2 separate regions of the Arachis hypogaea genome follow, and region 2 is linked to region 1. Evidence: chromatin contacts called from public Hi-C data. All regions are on one chromosome and are shown on one strand. The core of a region is the stretch at or near the end of the contact, and the rest is flanking DNA. Distances in the headings are between cores, read along the strand shown. Region 1 has its middle 23 kb from the start of LOC112775296. Region 2 overlaps LOC112776109 (callose synthase 9).

What was found. A called contact is a pair of places that touch in the nucleus more often than the background predicts.
Region 2: a contact with region 1 is called in a Hi-C map of an unstated tissue, with 4 times the contacts expected there. The contact joins two enhancer-like sites. A contact is called at or near these places in 3 of 8 Hi-C or Micro-C datasets (leaf and an unstated tissue).

What each region holds. Positions count from the first base shown.
Region 1 is chr19:152,270,492-152,275,708 of arahy.Tifrunner.gnm2.J5K5, reverse strand. No RefSeq gene overlaps it. Among protein-coding and RNA genes, the nearest start is that of LOC112775296, 23 kb to the right of the region's middle. Within about 2 kb of position 3,383, at least 3 of the 3 cell types and tissues checked have open chromatin away from gene starts, as enhancers often do.
Region 2 is chr19:152,363,275-152,368,562 of arahy.Tifrunner.gnm2.J5K5, reverse strand. It overlaps LOC112776109 (callose synthase 9), which reads left to right. Exons shown (of 53, transcript XM_025820111.3): 51 at 51-101; 52 at 194-376; 53 at 683-1,133. The coding sequence ends at 919. Among protein-coding and RNA genes, the nearest start is that of LOC112776109, 29 kb to the left of the region's middle. Within about 2 kb of position 2,347, at least 2 of the 3 cell types and tissues checked have open chromatin away from gene starts, as enhancers often do.

The sequences.
Region 1 (5,217 bases), core at 2,134-4,633:
CTGATTTCCAACTTGATTCTTGACTTACCTTTCTCTCATATATTAATATTTTGATCATGATCTTTATCCCATGACTCACCACATCAGCTGCTCCTAGACTTGCTTGGGGATAACTGGAAATGTTTTTAGTGGATCCAAATAAAAGCTGTAAAAAAGAGATACTAATGACATACATATATATACACTAACAAAAGGAAAGATGTCAAAGAGAGAACTTCATAAGGTGATGATGATGGAAACAAACAAGACGATGATGGAGAGGAAGAGGGAGCCTCCATAGATTATAGTACTAATAGCGGTGCCTCACTGCCTCCCCAAGCTGTAGGTTGCAGTTTACTAGGATAGTGAACGAGTAATTTAGGGTACATTTGGTTGTATTTTCACTTTTAGTATTTTTTATTTTAAAAAATATTAAATACTAATAGTACGTATGTTTATATTTGAGACAAAATTTGGCTTTGGATTATTATTATTATTATTATTATTATTATTATTATTATTATTTGTGTTTTAGTCCAGTTCAATAAGGATCAGAGATCTAAGTTATGGACTACCGACCTCACAGCTCTATGACTCATATTCGTAAAGTGATGCACGCGTTATTCCTCCTCTCAACAAAGACCAAGACGGCTGGCAGAAGCTTTCAGGCGGACGAGTCCAAGATAGAGGGCCCACCCAAACACGAGATATAAAAGAGGAGGGACCTATTCCTCTTTAAAGGTATGTCATTTTTATCCTAATTAGCTACCTTATTTTACGGACACTTACTTTAATATCGGAATCTCCTTGCAGGTGGCCCTGCCCGTAGATCCACCGACGATTGGGATAACACCACTTATCATAGAGCTCGCGCCATGTCCTAATTCCCCCCTCCTTCAACCCATTGCTCTTGACCTGGCACCCAACTGATCTTTTACTGTGACGAACAACTGAACAATTTGTTTGTTTTTTTAGTATATTTGTTTTTTCTCCAATCTCAATAAATCAAATTTATATACACAATATATTTTTATTATTGTATTAATATTTCATAATATAATTATTTATCTCACATAAATAAATTTTTTTTAAGCATGCGAGATAGCCACATTTATATATATGTATATTTTTTCACATTTGTATCTTCTTGTATTCGTTGTTCTTTTCATGTCGTCTCTCTTTATGTTGGTTCCTCTTTTAAGCACTATAAAAGTTGTCTTAATTCACTAATTTATGAGACAAACACATTTATATATATTTTCTCTTATCTTTGTGTTTGTTCCTCTTTTTACGCCATCTCTTTTTGTGTTGGTTCTTCTTTTTCACATCATAAAAGTTTTTTAATTTTTGAGGAGAAAGATTTTAGTTCTTGTATCTATTTGGATAGGATTTGAATCTTTTAAATTTTAAATTTTATTTTAAAAGATAAAGTGTGATCTTTTACAATTTATTTCATAAGTAAGATCAAGAGAAAATATAAAAGAGAAACTATTTAAAGATGAGATATCATACTTTATTTTTTAAAGTAAAAATTTAAAATTTAGAGAATTTAAATTCATTTGGATGTGACACTTGACAATATTTTTTTACATGGCAGCAGGTAATTGTTTGTCATTCCATAACAAGAATTGATCTATCCATTTTTTTGTAATAATGGGATCTTAATTGAAGTTTAAAAATGATTAAAATACGTTCTCTCTCACGGAACAAATAGTAAAAACTAGATTTAATATTTATTTTTTTCTTTTAAATAATTTTGTAAGGCAGTTGTTCTGAAACTTCTTGTTATAGAGGATAAATTACGCTTGTTGATATGGTAGTGTGCCATTAGATGACTTATAGTTCAATAAGTAACAATATTTTAATTAGAACAATTTACATATTGAAATAAAATAGAATTTAAAATTATTTATTTACAATATTTGCAAAATGATTTTATATATCTCGATTCTAAATGTAATTTATGTAAATTGCTACACATTGTGGAGATTTTAAATTCATATAATTTTATGAGAAATGTTATGTAACTAATATTTTTTTTAGTCTTGATTTTGTATTTGAATCAATATTAACTAATTTTTTTTTAATTAAAAATATTTAATTATACTATTTATATACCAAAAATAAGTCATAAAATTAATTATGTATAAAAGAGATATATTAAAATACAAAATACACATTAAAAATTATCCTATTTTATATGGTATAAATTTAAAAATTTATTTTAAATTGCCAACTTAAATTTAAAAATTTAACTCAACTATATAAAGAAAATAATAATAATAATAAGAAGAACAACCACATGAGAAGAATAAACTACTAGAGAAATTATTAGTTTGATTTTAACTCTAGTTTAAATAAAATAAATTGAATTTAAATTCTCTAAAATCAGAAAATTAGTAAAATGATAAAATGAATGGTTAATCACGATTGGTTTTATAATTTTTATGAAATGTATATCACACTATCTTAATTTAAGAGTAATTAATTTTTTATTTTATTATTTTACTAATTTTTTTTGTTTTAGAAGATCTTAATCAAATTAAATTATAATCACATATTGAGTTATATATATATGAGAAATACTAGAATATTATTAGAATTTATTATTTTTTGTCATCACTTAGTCATCGACTCAATTCTTTTAGTCTATTTTTTTTAGTTTAACAATCTAATAATATATTTTATTTTATATTTTTAAATATTAATAACTAATTAATAATTTAAAATAATAAATTCAGATAACCCATAATATTCTTCTCAATATATACCAATCACATACTTTCATGTATCCTTGAATTCTTCAAAATGTGGGTTAATAGAGTGTTATTCTCAAATGTGAAATCGTTTAATTAGATAAACAAAAATTGAACCGTTCGATTTGTGAGAAGTACAGAAATCGGATCGAGAGATTTGTGAGAGAACAAAAATCGGACTGTGGAATTTTTGTTAAAAAAAATTAAAAAATTTGAAGTATAGAAATCGGACCCTCCGATTTGTGTATCTTTCACACTTTTAAAAAACACCAAAAATTACAATGTTAAGGTATATCACTACTTTTATTTCCATATTAAAAAAAAAAAGCCAGAAATTATGACTCAGAAATTTTTTTTTTTTTTTAAGAAGACGGAGCTAACCTCCGAAAAAATGACAACTCTACAATATTACAGCATAAGGGGACCCCTTGATAATCTTCAATCCATATTTGCCTAGCTCTCTGGTGGGTGTGGCTATAAAATGAAATCCTGGTGGACTTTTGGATTTTTCTTTCGGCCAATATGATTATGGCTTTTTTTTTTGGACTTGGATGATTATGGCTTTTAAGCATTCTATATAGACCCCTAAACACATGCATGCCCGCTAACTAACTATAATGGGTTGGACTAACATATTGAGGCTTGGTTGTGTTGAATATAATATTTAGTTCTGGTCGAGTGGTCCTTTTGTTCGGTTTGATGGGTTGGTCTAGCCCACTTCATCATGACCCATTATTGCACTACACAAGAGCACCACTGAAAATAAAGGGCACCACAAATTTACAGAAACTATCAAGCCCAAAAGCCCATACTACTCTTCAAAGACTGACCCTTAGTATACAACCCTTGGTCTAACGAAACGACTATCATCATGTATGCCTTACCACAAATGCACCTATATTTAAAATGGGTCCATCTAGTGTACAGATGTGTTTTGATAATTTTTGTTTTTATTTGGTTGTTTATTGATTTAATAGCGTATCACTAAAAGTGTTGCTTAAAGAGAAAATGTTACCCTTAATCGTTAACTTGGCTCTGATACCAATTTTACTCTTCATATTTTACTTCGAATAAGTTTATAATTTGTATAATTTGCAAATTCATAAAAAATGTTGACCATTTCTGCTATTACTAGTATTTATAATTCTGATTTCATTTTTATAGTTTTTCAATATTGTTTTACTTTATAATATTCTTTTTTGCAAGGATTACTGTATATAAAATCTTTTATCTGTTTGTCTTTTTCTTTAATATAATTTCTCAAATCTTCAAAAACTTCTTTTATTTCTACACTTTTTGTTGTTTCTAAATATCTTTTTAATTTTTCAACCTCATTCTCAATTTTTTCTTTCAACAGCTTTAATTCTTTTAAGTCATAATATGATTTTTCAGGTATTTATAAATTTTTTAAGTTTAACTCCAACTTGTTTATATTTATTCTTATTTCTATCCTTTTTATTATAAGGTCATCAATTTCGATCTGAAGATTATTTAATTCCCTTTTATACTCCTTTATTTTACTTTTTAATTTTTTCGCTCTTTTTCTTTTTATTTTATTTTCTGGTCTTTCAATCTTTGTATGCTTCATTATTTATTTTAGAATTTCTGCAAATTCTATCATCGCTTCATCACTATTTTCTAGAGATTCTATTAATTTTTCTAGCTCTTCAACTTCTCTTTTTAACTTGTCATAGATTATTTTTAGAGCTTCAAATGCTCTTTGATTTATTTCAGAAAACTGCAAATAATTCAAACGATTTTCTCTTTCAAAGAGCTCTTGTTTCTTATCTTGATAAGTTACATATATTTCTTCTTTATTTATTGTCATAATTTAGTATTTAGGGTTTCATTTAATTTTTTGACCTTTTGTTGTTAATTCTTTTATTTCAGAATTTTCTTCTTTAATCTTTAGCTTAGATAAACTTAAAGGGCTATTAATTTTAGATTCTCTTATTTGAAAATTTGATGAAACCAATTTTCTTGATGGTTTTTTTAATAATAGAAGTGAGTTTTCAATAGCTTTATATTTTGGTATTTCTGTTTTTACAATTTTCTGAAATAATTCATCGACATAAATTCTTTCTCTGTTTTTAAATATTATACTATGATGGCTATTTGTTAAAGCATAATTTATTGCATATGTAATTGAAAATGGTTCATCATCTTGTTCCATTAGATTCTTTCTATGAAATTTATAAGCCAAACTTATAGATCTTCCAAGATTTTCAGTTGATAAAGGTATAGCATATCCAAGATGGGCATTAAATTTAACATTTACGTTTGCCAAATTTCCATGAACAATTCCAATTATTTGATCTATTGGGTCATCAGTAATTCTTTTGTCACAGATTGCTAAACTTATTGGTGAATTAATTCCTTTCATATATGTAGATTTGATTAAGACTTGTATAGTACTAATATGAATCCATCCAATTTTAGATCTTTTTTGTTGATCCTTAATTTTCTCAATCTGTTTACTTAA
Region 2 (5,288 bases), core at 1,098-3,597, 94 kb before region 1:
TTCAATGAGCTCCCAGTCAACTAATCAATCAGGTTTGGTATTTTGGATAGGTTTATGGCCTGTCATGGGTGGTGTTGGCCGTGCTTATATTGCTTTTCAAGGTGCGAAAATGTATTGCCTGTGGTATATAGCGTGTGTATCAGTAACTTTGCATCTTCATTCCTGAGGTTGGCCTTGTATTGTTATTCTATAGGTATTTACCTTCAGTCAGAAGATATCAGTCAATTTCCAGCTTTTGTTACGCTTTATACAAGGAGTCTCCCTCTTGTTGGCACTGGCTGGTATAGCCGTTGCAGTTGCATTGACAAAGTTGTCCATACCTGACATATTTGCTTCGATATTGGCATTTATTCCCACCGGATGGGGAATTCTTTCTGTGAGTTCTCTTTTTCCTGATCTTCATGTCTTAACTTTCTTTTATACTTGTCAGACAGAGATACTTGCATGATCTCCTACTTAGATTGAGTGGACATAACTCAAAAGGAGAATGATATATCTTGTTCCATACAGGGATTGATTGTTAATCTTATCCATTTTAACCATTTCTTTTGACTAAAACAGTACCACTGTCCAAACAAAGCTCACTGAATTGAGGAGATAATGTATGAAATGGTTTTAATAATTATTTCGTTTTGTAGTACTACTATTTGATTTTTCTACGTTGGTTCATGTCCATGTGTAGATTGCTGCTGCTTGGAAGCCTGTGATGAAGAAGCTGGGACTATGGAAATCCGTTCGATCAATTGCTCGCCTGTATGATGCTGGCATGGGAATGATTATCTTTATACCCATTGCATTCTTTTCATGGTTCCCATTTGTATCAACATTCCAAACTCGCCTCATGTTTAACCAAGCCTTTAGCAGAGGTCTAGAAATTTCCCTTATCCTTGCCGGGAACAATCCCAATACTGGGATATAGTTGTACCTGTTCTTGTACTTAGAGCTTATGTCTTACCCCCCACAGATGAGTATTGTTGAAGGGAGGTCATAGTTTGTATATTTCCTCGTAGGATGTTTAGATTTCCCGTAGGTATCTTCATTTTGTATCATCATTTCTTCTAGTGTATGTCATTTAAATCGTTTGAAGTATCGTTGAAACAAATATCCGCAAATCTCAGTTTTGACTTTCGTTATATTGTGATATCCCGGTTGCTTTATTTTGTGGTCCTACTTTAGATCTCTTGCGCTCTTCTAAACCCGTAACTAATGTATATCTTGGAATGAGAAATTAAAAATCAAAATCACTAAATAGGTAACAATTTTTTATATATTTGAATTAATATTAGTTAATATTTTCTTCACTAAAAGTGTTAGTTCTTTAGTATTTTCTAAATTCTTTAACTTGCATAATAGAAAAAGCTGCTTAATAGGATAGCTGTTAAGCCACCAGTTCTCCAGATTTCACGAAAGACAAAACCCACCTGACGTTGAGTGCAATTCATGTGTATAATAAGGTCAAATCCATCTGATTCTTTGTTTAGTCTTTTGATACTCTTTTTTGCTACAAAATTGTAAATAGATCTTTAACATATTGGATATCAATATGTTTATAAAATGTGACACTTAAACGTCACTATTCTCATGGATAACAATAATGTTACTAGCAAGCTACTGGTATATTGATACATATATAATACAAAATGAATATAAGTCCACAAGTTACTTGCTACGTTTGGTAGGTGAGATATGGATAGAGCCATTGTGTCGTAAGATATTGAATTAGTGTATTTTGTGTCCTTTTTTATAGGAACATAGAAATACTGAACGAAAACAATTTATTATTGTTTTTTATTATCATTGTCGAATTTTTATAATTATATTTTTTTATTATTTTATTTTTTATTTTAAATTGTGTGAAGAAAAAAATGAAGGTAAATTGAATTTTTTATTATTTGTTCTATTGTGTATTTACTTTATTACCAAACAAAATATAAAAATACTAATTGTGTCTTTGGTCCTTTGTATTCTATTTTCAATGTCTTGTTTTAGGCTTTTGGCCTATTCTCAAAATCAAATGCCACTTCTTCCCAACAAGTACTTAACCCAAGTACTTAACCCGCAAATGAGGCTTTGGTTAAGTGGTTATGTATTGCCTCTTAATATGTTGTACACGGGTTCAAATCTTGGCAATGGCCAAAGTAAAGAAGTCACATTTATCCCACATTCAAAATCCAAAAGAGTCACATCCAAAACTCAACGGCACACTTTGAAAACTTAGAGAAGTCATCTTCCGCCGCCGTTCGTCCGCGTCACCGTCCTCCTCGGCCCTCATCCTCGATGCTGCCTTCTTCCACCTCGGCGCTCATCTACAACGTCACATTCCTCTCCTTCCAAGCTTATCTTCATCGCCGCCGTCGTTAGTCTCTGCCCGCACTCTCCTCCTCCCGCGTCGGTCTCCTCCCCCTGCGCAGCTCTTGCACACCGCGCTTCTCCTCCTGTGCAGCTCCGTCACTCCGCGCTACTCCCCTTACTCTCCCTGTGCAGCTCTGTCGTGCGGCCTTCCTCCTCCACGCCGCTTCTCAGTCGGGTCGCCTTCTTCCTCCACGCCGCTCCCCCCGCGTCGGAAACACTCATGAGTATTTGGATGTGGCTGTGTTGATAATTTTTGTTCACTGTTGTGAATGATTTGTAGTGCTTTCTCTCCCGTATCTTATCCTTTTTTTTTCTGTTAATAAACGTATGCTGATCTTACTGGCTTTTTTTTTTCTCGATCAATAAAAAGCATCATAATTTTGGATGTGTTTATATTGTTCTTGTTTTTTTTATTAATTAAAGTATAATTTTGGATGTGTTTATGCTGTTTTTTAATTTGGTTAATGAAAGGCTGTGTAATTTTAAATGTGTTTTATGTGTTTTAGATGTGTTTATATTGTTGTTTTTTTAATTCTGGTTACTGAACAGTTGCATAATTTTAGATGTGTTTATGTGTTTAATTGCAACCAGCTGAACTTGTAATCAAACTTGTAGTGGTTTGTCTCCTTTTTTTCAATTAATGAAAGACAACATGATTTTAGATGTGTTTATATTATTTTTTATTTTTCTCTCGATTAATGAAAGGTAACATAATTTTGGACGTTTTTGTTGTTCTTGTTTTTTTTTTTTTTTTGAATAATCAAAGGCAACATAATTTTAAATGTGTTTGTGTTTAATTGGACCAGCTGAATTTATAATGATATTCTAGTTTCGAATGTGTAGATAAAATATTTACATGAGTTTTTTTTATTTGAAGCAAAGAACTTTACTATATGAGAGAATAATATAGTTTTTACTAAAGAGAGAGTGTGTGTGAACAAGAGATTGGTGATGATTACATTACGAGAGAGGGAGAAAATAAAGGAAATGCTTTATTATAGTAATAAGAAGTTAGAGATTCTTTAAAATAAGAGTGGTTTCTTAAAAATAGGAAATATGATTAATTAAAAAATTAAAATAATAAAATATTATATTTAAAGGCCGACTAAAAACTGATTTATATTGTACAAGTAGTCAACTCTAAATAAAAGTCTTATGTATATGAGTGTAATGTGTGTTAATATAGCCTAAAATTGAGAGCAATCCAATATATCTAAAAAAAAAAAAACGATAAACTTGCTTTTATAGCTTCTCATTATTCTTAAAAGAATTGCGAGAGGTAACACTCCAGGCTTGTACGTGTCTCACTCCATTTGGGTTATTGGTGAATGAACTATTAAAATTAGATTATACATAGATTGTGACATGAGGACTGAGGAGTTTAATCGTTATTTTGTGGTTATTAATTTATATTTTTAGGTGTTAGAATGTTCAGTTTAATTTCATATATTTTTATTTATTTATTTATTTAGTAAATTGGATTTAGATTAGTAGGCTTAGAATTTTTATTTTTAATCTAATATAAAATTATAAATATCTCTTAAATTATTGTAACCGTAAAATAAAAATAGAGATTAAAAAAGTGAAAACTCATTTTTTAGTTTTATAATAAAATTATAGTGTGAATAAATAAAATTAAGTGAGTTATTTTTTTGTTGCATCTCGAAGATAAAAATATTTTCTTTTGTTCAATTTCAATTTATATCAAATCATAGTGTGTTAAAATTAAGTTGAATAAGTTTTTTTTATTTCATAAAAAATTAAATAAAAAATAAAATAATTTTTTATTTTATTCAATTTTAATTTACTCTTTTTATTTTTTATTTTAAATTTTGATCTATCTTTATATTCAATTTCAATCTATTATTTTTATTTTGTCTTGAAACACAACCTGAAGCACATATCATGGCCAATTCTCGTGACTAGCGTAACTCTTTTATTCTCCATAAGATAAATTTTGTTTTTTGTAATATTTTTTTTTTTTTTACCAAAGATAGGAGACTCGAACCCGCAACCTCTTAATTAAGTATGGGGAGACTATGCCATTTGAGCTATTACTCATTGGCTTATTTTTTGTAATATTTGTTTGATGCTCTCTCATATATGTTATTACTTTTTATATAATTTTTATCATTTTTGTTCACATAAACTTTTTTGCTGTTATAATTTTTATAGAGTTTTTTTTATTTTATACTATAATTTTATTAATTTCATTAAAAAGACTAAATTAAATTAATAATATTAAAATCATAAATAATAAAAAATTATAGCTAAAAGAATATTAAACACTAAAAAAAGTATTAAAATTTATTTAAATATCTAAAATAAAATAATATAAAATAATTATTTAAAATGATATCCTTTTTAATAATTTTTGTCTAAAAATAATTTTGACGAGTATAATCTAAATAATATTTAATTTATTATAATCTATTTTAATATAAAAGTTATCATACATAAATTATATTAACACTAATTCATTTTTAATCAAAATTAATTTTATACAAATTTTCATTTACATCCAAACAAAAACTTGCTGATGTTTTATATGCACAAATATCTAATATTTTTTAATTTGAAAACATTAGTCCATTAGGATTGTCCGAATTTTGTATTTATAGTATATTAAAATTAAATTTAAATAATTATATAAAAAATATTAGATGACTAATATTTTTTTTTTAGATTTTATTTTGTATTTGAACCAATATTAATCATTTTCTCATTTTTATTAAAAATATTTAATTATACTACTTAAAATATATCATACACATTAAAATTAATTAAATATATTACACAAATACTTAATGAATAATTCCGTGGTTAATCTTTTACGAGCAAATATCATTTTTTAAAAACAGTAGTCCATTAGAATTGTACTAATTATTTATCACAGTTTTTGTTCTTCCAATATTATATTTGAAGAAAAAAAAAGT